Regions from separate parts of the Sus scrofa genome. Here regions 1 and 2 are each linked to region 3. Evidence: chromatin contacts called from public Hi-C and HiChIP or PLAC-seq data. All regions are on one chromosome and are shown on one strand. The core of a region is the stretch at or near the end of the contact, and the rest is flanking DNA. Distances in the headings are between cores, read along the strand shown. Region 1 holds the start of KRR1 (KRR1 small subunit processome component homolog). Region 2 holds the start of OSBPL8 (oxysterol-binding protein-related protein 8). Region 3 holds the start of PHLDA1 (pleckstrin homology-like domain family A member 1).

The links. Hi-C and Micro-C count contacts between places; a contact is called where the count stands out from the background. HiChIP or PLAC-seq counts read pairs in DNA pulled down with a chosen protein or histone mark.
Region 1: a Hi-C map of embryonic fibroblasts shows a contact between it and region 3, with 4 times the contacts expected there. The contact joins the promoter of KRR1 here to the promoter of PHLDA1 in region 3. A contact is called at or near these places in 2 of 5 promoter capture datasets (fetal liver and fetal skeletal muscle), 18 of 47 Hi-C or Micro-C datasets (adipocytes, alveolar macrophages, embryonic fibroblasts and 9 more) and 2 of 2 datasets of contacts at active chromatin or transcription factors (alveolar macrophages and skeletal muscle).
Region 2: a contact with region 3 is called in an H3K27ac HiChIP or PLAC-seq map of alveolar macrophages. The contact joins the promoter of OSBPL8 here to the promoter of PHLDA1 in region 3. A contact is called at or near these places in 1 of 5 promoter capture datasets (liver), 1 of 47 Hi-C or Micro-C datasets (retroperitoneal adipose tissue) and 1 of 2 datasets of contacts at active chromatin or transcription factors (alveolar macrophages).

The regions. Positions count from the first base shown.
Region 1 is chr5:38,820,224-38,823,958 of Sscrofa11.1, reverse strand. It overlaps KRR1 (KRR1 small subunit processome component homolog), which reads left to right and starts at 2,177. Exons shown (of 10, transcript XM_003126388.4): 1 at 2,177-2,330. The coding sequence starts at 2,264.
Region 2 is chr5:39,743,002-39,746,724 of Sscrofa11.1, reverse strand. OSBPL8 (oxysterol-binding protein-related protein 8) reads left to right here and starts at 2,077. Exons shown (of 23, transcript XM_005655647.3): 1 at 2,077-2,503.
Region 3 is chr5:39,317,442-39,321,340 of Sscrofa11.1, reverse strand. PHLDA1 (pleckstrin homology-like domain family A member 1) reads left to right here and starts at 2,028. Exons shown (of 2, transcript XM_021092050.1): 1 at 2,028-3,899.

The DNA of each region.
Region 1 (3,735 bases), core at 928-3,427, 500 kb after region 3:
AATTTCCATCCTTTGAACTTTCATTTGAAATGTCTCTACATAGTGAACATTTTGGTGACCATTTTTTCATAGACTTCCTTATCCATGCATGTGTGCACACACACATACAGACAGTTTTACATAAATAGATTTATATGCCTGTTGTGTTATTACGGACATCTTTTTTTTTTTTTTTTTTTACCTACTTCCTTCTTTTATTCTTATTCTTTTTTTTTTTTTTTTAGTCTTTTTAAGGCTGTATCCATGGCATATGGAAATTCCCAGGTGAGGGGTTGAATTAGAGCTACAGCTGCTAGCCTACGCCACAGCCACAGCAACACCAGATCTGAACTGCATCTGCAACCCACACCACAGCTCATGGCAACGCCAGATCCTTAACCCACTGAGCAAGGCCAGGTATCGAATCTGAATCCTCATGGCTACTAGTCAGATTCATTACCACTGAGCCACACAGGAATTTCCCTTATTCTTTTCTAATTGCCTTCATTCCTAAGGTAGTCAGCCTTGAAAACTTAATGTGTACCAATCCAAATCTTTGTTCATTGTACAATCACATACACACAAACACATTATTATGTCCAGAACATAGAACAGAACCAAGTATTTTTAAAAGTGCCTGAAACATTATAGATGCTCTATGAAAATTTGTTGAATGATTTGCTTCATAAAAATGGGATGTTATCTATACATACATGTAATTATTATAAAGGTCTAATAATTACATATATATAATTAACCTATCTTTCTGTATCTGGCTTTTTATTACTCAATGCCTCTAGGTAATATTCCCATATAGATTTAATTAATTCTTATTAATGCTTGTATAATATCTCACAGTTATGAAGCCAAAACCAATTTATTTAACTATATCCTTAATTGAAAGTTAAGATGATTTTACTTTTTCGCCATTATAGAGAAATAATACCTAACAACTTTTGAATGTGTACCACATACAAAATATTTTTTGGTAAGCTTTTCATATGTGTAAAGTCACTGAATTCCTCTTATTCTCTCTATTGCAGGAACTCTTCTTTGCAGAGTAAGTAAGAAATTTGCTGAAGGCTGTATAGCCAGTAGTTGGCAAACTAGTCAGTTTGGCTTCACAGTACCTTTCACGGAACTGTTTTATACAAGTACTTCATAAAGGAAAGTCTTTTACAGAAGATATGCGAAGATGAATTTGGGATAAACATTTCCTGTTTCACTAATACAAGGAATTCAACTATCAATTTCCCTATTTGTGTTGCAGAAAATTTTTAAATGGCAATCATCAAAAGAAGTCTTACCTTTAGCTTAAGAATTTTTAGTTTCCTAGAAGTGTAAAAATGTATAGCTCTGGTGAGCCTCGCATCTTTTTTTTTTTTTTTTTCCCCTAGTCTTTTCTAGGGCTGCACCAGGGGCGTATGGAGGTTCCCAGGCTAGGGGTTTAATCAGAGCTGTAGCCACCGGCCTATGCTAGGGCCACAGCAACCGGGATCCGAGCTGTCTACAACCCACACCGCAGCTCACTGCAACCTGGGATCCTCAACGCACTGAGTGAGGCCAGGGTTGGATTCCTTAACCACTGAGCCACGATGGGAACTCCAGCCCCACATCTTGACGCCAGCTATGTGCAATGTTAAAATAGACAGGAGTTAGTCATTTGAGGAAATCTTAGACTAGGTGAAAACTTCAGAAGCATCGCTTAGTTTCCATCCCTGCGGCTTAGAAAGAGAAATAGCACGACCTTAGAAAGTGACCATCAGAAACAGTGACTTGGAAAAACTAATTAAAACAAAAAACAAAAACAAACAAAAAAGCAATCTTAGAGTTTTAACTCTGCTTTTGTTTCAAGGATTAGAAATAATGCAAATAAAGTGCCCAACACAAGGTAGTCTCAAATGGTAACTATTACTGTCATTTCTTAACTTCAAGGACCTTGCATTCTCACGTCTACCACCTCTCCACGCCTAACACATATTTGATGGTCATATAAATAGTTATAGAAGGATGAGTGATATCAATGATATTTAGGTTGCACTCTGCCTAAAGCCTGGAGTCCCGAGTTCCGGGTTACACCCTGAGGCTACGAGAAAACCGTGGATAAAACCCTCTCCGACTCGCCCACACTGTTAAACTACAATTCCCAGCATGCAGTGCACACATGGAGACTGCGCAGATCTCCTCGTTTGCGTTCTGCGGAACTCATTTTGAGTACGGGGGTTTTAGCTGGTAGGACTTAAGAAAGGACTCGCTTCCAGGTATCGCCGGAAGCAGTTTGAAGATGGCGTCCTCCCAGCAGAATGCTCCGGCTGCAGTTCGTCGTCAGAAGCCGAAGCCAGAGAATCGAGGTGAGGTTGTGTGAGGACAAAAGCCCGGGATTTGTGGGTTTTTTGTCTTTCACTGGCTAGAAACGTGTAACTCCGCCTTCAGTCTGTTCTTTGAAGTTGAATACCGGTAATTGCTCCCAGTTGGGATTGTTGGCAGACTTTCTGGAAGACCAGTAAGGTGCCGGCAACGTGTTCCTAACTAATTGCTTTTGCTAGAAGTCTCCAAAGTAGAGATATTGCAGAATGCGGTTTTTTTTTTTTGTAAGAGGGTGTGAAAATAGGAGTATTAAGTACGAAATTGAGGAGGGAGTTTGGACTCTTAACACTCGCAGCGTTGGCTGGAAGTCGTTGACAGAATGAGGGATGGGATGAGGCAGGGGTAGGAGGTCATTTTGTTTTGCTTTGTTTTTATTTTTTTCTTTTTTACTACTGCACGTGCGTCGTATGGCATTCCCCGGCTAGGGGTTGAATCCGAGCTGTAGCTGTCGGCCTACACAGCAGTCTGGGCAACACCTGATTCCTTTACCCACTGAATGGGGCCAGGGATTGAACACGCATCCCCACGGACACTATGTTGGGCTAACCTACTATGTTAGGGTAACCTCCTGAGCCACAAGGGCAACTCTGGGAGATCTTTTTGTAAAGTGAACAAGTGATAGAGTGATAATGAAGGACTGAGACAGACGTAGTGATGGAAGGTAGCTGCCATTGTCCTTAGCACTAGTTTGTCAGCTAGGAAAGACACTTTGGAAAGCTTATCATTATTTTTGTTTGTCAGGTTGCTAAAGCATTTGCCAACACAGCTCCTGACTGCATAATTTTTAAACTTTTCTCTTGCTTTGTAGTTTTGTTTTTCTATTTTCTTCAGTATGAATAGAAGAAATATATCTTCTATTCCTTTCTCTCTATTCCAGAGAAATAGCCTGCTCAACTAGTCTTATTGGTTAAAAACTTTGAACTCTCATTCCTTTGGCATTAAGGAAATACTAAAGGTGTTTTGTTGTTGCTGTCTTAAGTAAGTAAAGTATATAGCAAAGGGGATAGTACGTGTACAGTTTACAGAATAAAACCAACAAGTGAAACAAAACAGACCATAAAGTAAAATAGAGCATTACCTTACCCTCAAAATCCCCTGCTTACAACTCTCAGATATCTCTTTAGGGACCCAAAGTAACCATTGTGAATCATGTCAATTATTCTGTTCCCTTTCTTTATAATCTTCACTACTTATGCACAGGATGTTTTAATTTTGCCTGTTTTTGAATTTTATGTGAATGAAAAGGGAACATAGGTATTCTTTTGTGTTTTCCTTCTTAGGCTTTACTTTGTTTTTATTATTCACTTGAACTTTGAACTGAATATCTTTTATAAAATGGGAATAATACTGATTCATTTCTTAGTTGTCATGAAGGTATACAGAAATAAG
Region 2 (3,723 bases), core at 828-3,327, 430 kb before region 3:
TGATTTTTTTTTGTTAAGTAGCTGAAAGGAGTTATAGTTTGACAGGAATTTCCATAATCCTGGGTTCACCACCGACTACTTGTTTCATCTGTGAATCTCATCCAGTGGAAAAAAAGATTGAGTATCATTCTTTAAAGACCAACTCCCTACTTTTACCAGAACTTGATATACAGAGAGTAGTTTATCTAGCCAGGTATCTAAGTACCTAAGTCTATAACTTAGGCCTCCTTGACTCCAGTACAGTGTTTTCCGTTTCAATAAATTACCATTTATTTTCAACAGCCAGTATAAGAAAGTGTGGTTGAGGCAAGAGAGGATTAGACAAGGCGATTCATTTCCTTCTGATCTTTATTTAGTCTCAGTTCCCAAAGTAAAGGAAAAGCACCAGAGAAAAACAGCCCAGATGGTATATTTTGCATGTTAGCTATACTGTAAGAACATTCTTTTTGAAATGTATGTGATTTCAACTCACAATAAAAACACACATAAGACATAAACACTCTCCTCCATAATTGAACCAAAAGTTTCACGAAGAATTCTTGCCTTTATTATATGTGCCCTCTGATCTTTTCTATTTTATTCCATTCTAGCTATTAAATAAAATTGACTTTTTTTGAAAAGTTTGAAAAATCTTGCTCAAGGAACTAGGAGGCAGGTTTCAATCTATCAAGCTCCAAAATTACCAGCTTTGCTGAAACTGTGTCAATCACAGAATAATAAACTTCCCTCATATTTATTTGAACTACAAGTACTATCTCCCAGACTTCAGAACAGAACCTATAGAATCTTCCTCATTGGAACACCAATTCATTACAATCTCATAGATTCTAAGACTCATTGTTTTTCACATTTTAACATCTCTGGGTTCAAGATATGTCTTTAAAAAATCAGTAGCAAGGCATAGTTTAATTGGCAGTATTTCTTTTCCTTTCTTGGGTAATATGAAATAATGGTGAGTCTTAAAGTCCATGATTGTTTAGAGTTTCTACGAAATACCTTTGTAAAGAGATTACATAAGCCAAACGCTATTGCTTATTCATTTCAAACTATCCAGCTGATCAAAATGCTTTTCGAGGTCTTAAGAAAATGAAATAAGAATCGCTTAAGAGAGAAAACTTAGATAAAAGGAAAAATGAGTTACAAACTGTTTGGATATTACAGAAAGCTTTCTCATGTGCCTTCATTGTTAGTAGAGTTTATGATCTTTCTGCTTTTGCACTTCCCTTATTTTTGTATTGTCATTGTCCTTCTTTTGGTGTCCAGCCTTTTGCTCTTTTCCTCTTATTAACAGGTTGGGGGGAAAGTTCCTTCAACCACAGTTAAAACGGAAGGCAAAAGGTATGTCCAAAAGTTAAAGTACCTGAAAAAAATCAAGAAGTAGGCTTCACTTTAAAAATAGAATAAACTGTCAAATTCCTGTGTATCTGTGTAAACCGCCATCAACCTATCACACTGTAAAGCTGGCATGAAGGATCTTGAACAGGACTAGGAACAAAAATAAGTTTGCTAGGTTATTTTCATCCTAGCGTGAAGGAAATGCACCAACCTTTCCTCAAAAATAAAAACCTCTACTGAAGAAAACAGTACACTAAATGCCACAATTAACGTGCTACCGGAAACGGGAACAAGTAGTTATGGCTTTCCAAGCCAGACACCAAGATGCCTTCTGTGTTCCTTTGTTTGGCTGAAAGTTTAGCCAAACCCAAACTGGGGAGGCGGGCCTCACGCTGGGGCCTCAGGATGGGCGTGGGGCCCAGGGCCCTACCCCGAGCTCTGTTCTGCAGTCTCCTCAGAATGGGTAGTGCCCTGCACAACCGGTCCCGAAGGCCTCGCCCCTGTAAGCTCCGGGAGGGCGGCGGTGGATTCGCCTCCCTAGACCGCCCTCGAGTGTGCGGAAGCGGTTCAGCGGCGACAAGACTCCACCAGGGTGGAGTGTTGACAGTTGCGCCCGCGCGGCTGACGCCCGCCCGGTAGGGGAGGGGTCTTCGCCTCTTTCTCCCCGCGTCGTCACATGACGGAAAAGGGGTGTGGTCCGAGCCCTGTAGCCGAGGTCGGGGGGCGGAGCCGGGGGGCGGGGTCGGGAGGGGAGGGCGCTCGAAATCGAAGGACCTTGGCCGCTCTAGGTGCCCAGAGAGGCGGCGACTCGGCCGATGATGACAGCATTAGGCCGCGACGCTTTCCTGGCCAGGCGCGGGTGATAGCGGCAGCCGCATCGGCGGCAGTGTTAGATTTCGCCGCGGCCGCAGCCGCCGTCAATAGCCGGCAGGCGGAGGGAAGGTGAGGGCCCGCCTGGGCGAGTAGACCGCGGGGCCGGAGTTCCCTCCCCCTTCGAGGGCGAAGCAGGCAGTGCCTCAGTGGCGGCGAGACAGCGCCCTTGCTGTGGGCTCGCGTCTCAGCTGCCGCCGGCGACAGCGGCTGAGAGAAGTTGGGGTCCGATTGGACGCGTGCAGGGCCCTAGAGGAACCGGCCACCTGCGCCCCGCCTCTCCGAGGACTCCGCATCGGTGAGTGTCGCGCGGGTCGGTGAATTGGGATGTGACAGGTTCGCTCCCCTACGGGCGACTTGCACCCCCTGCCCTCCCACGTTCTGAGCTCGGCCTGGCGGCGACTCCAGGCACCCTGCGCCGGGGAGTTTTTCTTTGGCTCCTTTGTCCGCTTTTGGAGTGGGGAATTCCAGAGGCTGGCGGGGATGTAGTGTTTTGGGGCCCGCGGTAGGTGCGTCTGCAACCTTACAAAGCCGTGGCAGGGGCTGGGGGCTGGTAGGAGCTTTTTGACTGTCTGCTTCCTCCCGAAGTTTGACTGGGCGGACCGCGGGGTCTTGCCGGAAGCCCCAGCGCCGGGGAGAGCTGGCGCTTTGTCACTTGGTGCAGTTAAGGCGAGGCTCCCGTTTTCCTGTGACAGCCCCAGAGGAGGCTGTGCCGCGCACCGCAGACCGCACCCGGCCTTGCAGAGCCGAGTGACACGGTGATGTTCCTCTAAACCTCAGTTCCTGTGGCCTTATGTAGCGTAGGAGGAAGGCGAAGCCTTTGCTGGACTTTTATATTTAATGATTGCTTTTGAGCCGTTCCTTAAGATTCCAAGGAGCTTCACAAAGAGCATGTTTTTGGTTCATGGAGCCACCGACTCAAGACTGGCCGAGGCGCAGCAGCAGTATATGCAGATTTTCCATTTACAAAAGTCATTTAACATTCTTCTTTATGAGAAACGTCTGCGGTTGGGGACCATTCCTAATTTCATTTTGTCAAAATGCTGCTTGAGATAATGGGTATCTTAGGCTCCTACTTAGATGGGAAAACTTAGCCAACTAATGATATAAGCATATTTAAGTAATTTAATGAGATTTTTTTCCTTTCTGATGCTGGAAGACTTAAATGACTTCTAAATGATAATCGAATGCACCGTGTATGGTAGGTTTATTAGTTTTTATTAACTTCCCCTAAAACTTAGCTTCAAATTAGTGCCATTTTAGTGCGGTTTTTTGTTTGTTTGTTTGTTTGCCTCATTTAGGACTCCAAGGAGCGCAGACAGGGACTGGTGGAGAAACATGGGTGAACTGCTTGTTAGGTTTCCTCCCTCCATCCCATCAGGTGTCACTTGAACTTGACCATGCTGAGGGACCATGGTTAATTTCTGTGCTTCCTAATTTTTGTAGTGAAATTATTAAGATAATGCTAGCTTTATGAAACAGGTTGGGAAAGGGAAGTAAGGCATGCAATTTGTGCTC
Region 3 (3,899 bases), core at 779-3,278:
ACATTTCGATAGAGCACCTAAGACCCTTTACTATTCTGAATTGCTCTAAGCTGTGTTATACAAATTGATCACTAGGAGGCACAGTTGATCAACATAAGGTGAAAAGGAAGGCAGCTAAAAGGACACATGTGAAACCTGGATAGTTCTGTATTCAGTTCAAGAGAGTTAACTTTTTCAACTAGGCATTTTGGAAATAAGCTCTTTAAAAAAGTATTTTTACTAAGTAGTATTTTAGGAAATGAAGAGTTGAATGGTGAAGAACATTGCAGTCTGGATGGACCTTTATGCACTGTTGAGGGTGACCTGACTTGTATTTTCATGGATTATTGGGCTTTTAACTGTTTCTTTTAGATATTTGAACTTTATCCAAATCTTTCAAGATGGTCTTTTTTCATGAGTTCCTACTGTATATTGCAAATTATGATGTTTATAGGTTAAGCAATTTATAATCTTATAATCAAGTCGTAAATGAAAGTGAACACAATAACTTTCTAAATTCTGTTAAATGTCTTTAAGCCAGTGTTGATTAATGGACTTCTAAGCAAATATCTGACTAACTGCCAACTAAGAGAAACTGCTAGCAATTCAGTTCCATGTGTAGTTTCTTATTTTTTAAAAAATTACTCTTACAAGCAAGCAATGGGATGATACTTAAATACCTATTGTATGTTGCTCAGAAAAAGAAAGGTTTATAGCACTTATTTTACATAGCATTTATAAAATATAATAGCGTTTAAAGTTCAGAGAGGTCTAACATATATAGTAGTTAATCCATTTTTTAAAGTATACCAAATATAAATAATAAGACAAGTTTCAGAAGTTTTTTTTTTTATGAAGTCCTGTTATAGTTTGAAAAAAATTTAAAGTAGGATGCATGATGAAAAATCTGTTAAAAGTATTCAAAGACATTTGATTTTTTTTTTTTTAATGACAGATTCAGGCTTTTGAGTCCATTTAAAATTTCTACATATGTTAGGCTCCTACTCTGTGCTAGGAAATTTATTAGGTGTTTGGGATACAACAAAACAGTGATCTTTGCCATCTTAAAAGAGCTTGCATTCTACAAGAGTGGAAACAGAAATATAAGCAAAAGGCATTATAAATTATTCGGTATGTTAGGAGGTAATACATGCTATGGGAAAAGTTAAGGGAAATTGGATGGTTGCAATTTTAGACTGATTAGCAAAGGTCTCATTGAGCAAAGACTTGAAGAAAGTGATTGAGATGACAAAGAGATTGTAATATAGATGGTAAGACAACAAGGATAGAGTCGAGGCAAAGCCCTTGCAGTAATTCAGGGGAGAGATGAGGTGATTTGGATCAGGGCGGTAATGAAGGAAGTTGAGAGAAATGGACAGAATATAGATATAGTTTGAAGACATAACTGATGGGATTTCTTGACTCAACTGGCAAGTGAGTAAAGGATTATTGTAAGGTAGGCGTCCTTCTAAACATTTGTAGTTCTGGGGCAAGAGTACAATGGAGACACCAATGATTAAATATTTTAAAGCCTTGTGAAATGAAAATGCACCCAACACTACTCTCTTGACAAATAAATCTTCATAAGTGCCTGGAACAGGTTTGATTTCAGATCCTTAAAAGTCCTATGCCAGAAACTTCTTGTGAGAAAGCTGATCCTTTGCCCATGTCTCACCTTCCTTCTCTTCCCATCCTTGCCTCTGAATTAAATGGCAAGAGGCCTTCTGCACATTTGTGTGGACATCCTAGCCTATATGTTCAAAATCAGTGGTGATATAACACACTTTGAAATAGCCAAAATTATTTAGGCAGGGTATTTGGAATCCTGAATAACTGAAATGTAGTCTAGAAAGAGTATGAGTTCCAGATAGACACGTAGTATTGGTTCTTCTAAAGCTCGTGGCCTCCACAGGCTTGTTTTTGGTTTTTGGTTTTTAGTTTTGGCTGCACCCATGGTATTTGTAAGTTCCCGAACTAGGGATGCAACTGCACCACTGCAGTGACAATGCTGGGTCCTTAACCAGGAAACCTCTCTCTCTCTCTCTCTCTTTTTTTTTTTTTTTTTTTTTTTTTGCTTTTTAGGGCTGAATCTGCAGCATATGGGAGGTCCCAGGCTAAGGGTTGAATTGGAGCTGCAGCTGCCAGCCTACACCACAGCCACAGCAACATAGGATCAGGAGCTGCATCTGTGACCTACACCACAACTCACAGTAGTGCCTGATCCTTAACCCACTGAACTAGGCCAGGGATGGAACCTGCATCCTCATGGATACCAGTTGGACCCGTAACCCCATCAGCCATAACGGGAACTCCCTTGGCTTGTTTTAAGAGCAGTACCACTCCAAGAATTTTGGTTTTGGCCTGAGCAGCTGTACAGATAAAATTGCTACCAACTGAGAGGCTGCAGGTAGGTAGAACAGGTCAGGGTGAGGAGGTAAATTTGGGAGTGCATATATTTGAGTTCTCTGTCAGATACCCAAATAGTACTGTAGGGAAAGGGTAAAGGAGACAATTCAATTTACAGTAACAAGTGACCTGGAATATATAACAACTGAAGGCTGTTTTTTTTACTGCAGCCGTTCTAACCATGATCTTTGCCTCCAGATCCTTACTGAACCACTTCTATCTAGGAATTTGTTTCAACCAATCTTATATAAGCCTATGGACTCCATCCTATTGGCATGCTTTCTTTAAATTTTTTATTTAAGCAAAAGTTCTATGAACCCTGTTTTCTATGAAAAACCCCTCAGATTTTCTCCTCTAGTGAACTACTCAGCAGTATATGTGCCCTTGCCTGGCATGTTAATATTATTATTTTTTAACTTTGGTGGTCTTTGTTTTATTCTTTGACAACAAGCAGTTGGATAAATTTGGGAGTCTTGGGCATATAGCTGTTATTGAAAAGGATAAGACTGGATGCAATCAAGGATAAGACTGGATGCGATCAACAAAGGAGTGAGTGTAGATAAGAAGAGAACCAAGGACTCAAAGATTAAAAGGTTGAGAAGAGGAGGAACCTGTAGAGGAGAGAGACTGACCAGGAAAGTGGAAGGAAAACTAGGTGATACCTTGAAGTCAGTGAAGAACTGTATCCAAGAGATGATCAGCCATGTCAGATGCTCCCAACAGACATCTTTATCTGGCAGGCCCTACCTAATAGGCTTTCCAGACTTTTTTCCAAAGCAATGATTTGTTAGTGAATTTTCTAAACTTTAGTAATTTTTAAGTGACGTTTGTAGGTTTTCAGTATATACAACTGAAGTTGTGGGGTTTTTTTAGGGAAACAGTTATTTCCTGCAATTTGCTTTCTGTGGATTTATTTGTCTTTAAAAAATGGTAGTGTGGTCATTTTTGTGAGTTGGTGGTGACTGGTGAAATTGAGAACAAAATTGTCATCAATCTACAAGATTCCTGCGCTGAGATCTCTAATAATCAATTCCATTATGGTCTGGGAAGGCAAATTGTACACTGAGCCATTTATAAAGTCACTAAGTCCTGAAATACCCAACTGGATATTCTGAGTTTTAAAGTCTAGTTATAAAAAAATAAGTGCTCTTGAAAATCGTGCTGGTTGTTCAGACAGTGTGAAGTAATTTAGATAGAATGCACTTGTTACATCCTGATAAACTGCAGAAGGTGAGCAAACACCAAACCGTGTGTATCTCTTAAGAAAATGGCTTGGACTTCCAGAATACATCATATTTTTACCCACTCAAGCTTGTATTGTATCATTTTCCCATATGAAATGTTTTTCCAACTACACCTGCCCTGAGAGACTCTGAATTACCCATTTAAAAGAAGTATCCTTTCTAAATGAGCTGAAGAATTGCATTCTGTTAAAAAGAGGAACAGCTGGTCATGTAGAAATTCTCAGGAATGCTCACTTGTCCTATAAAGGTAGAGAAAAAACTGAGATGTTA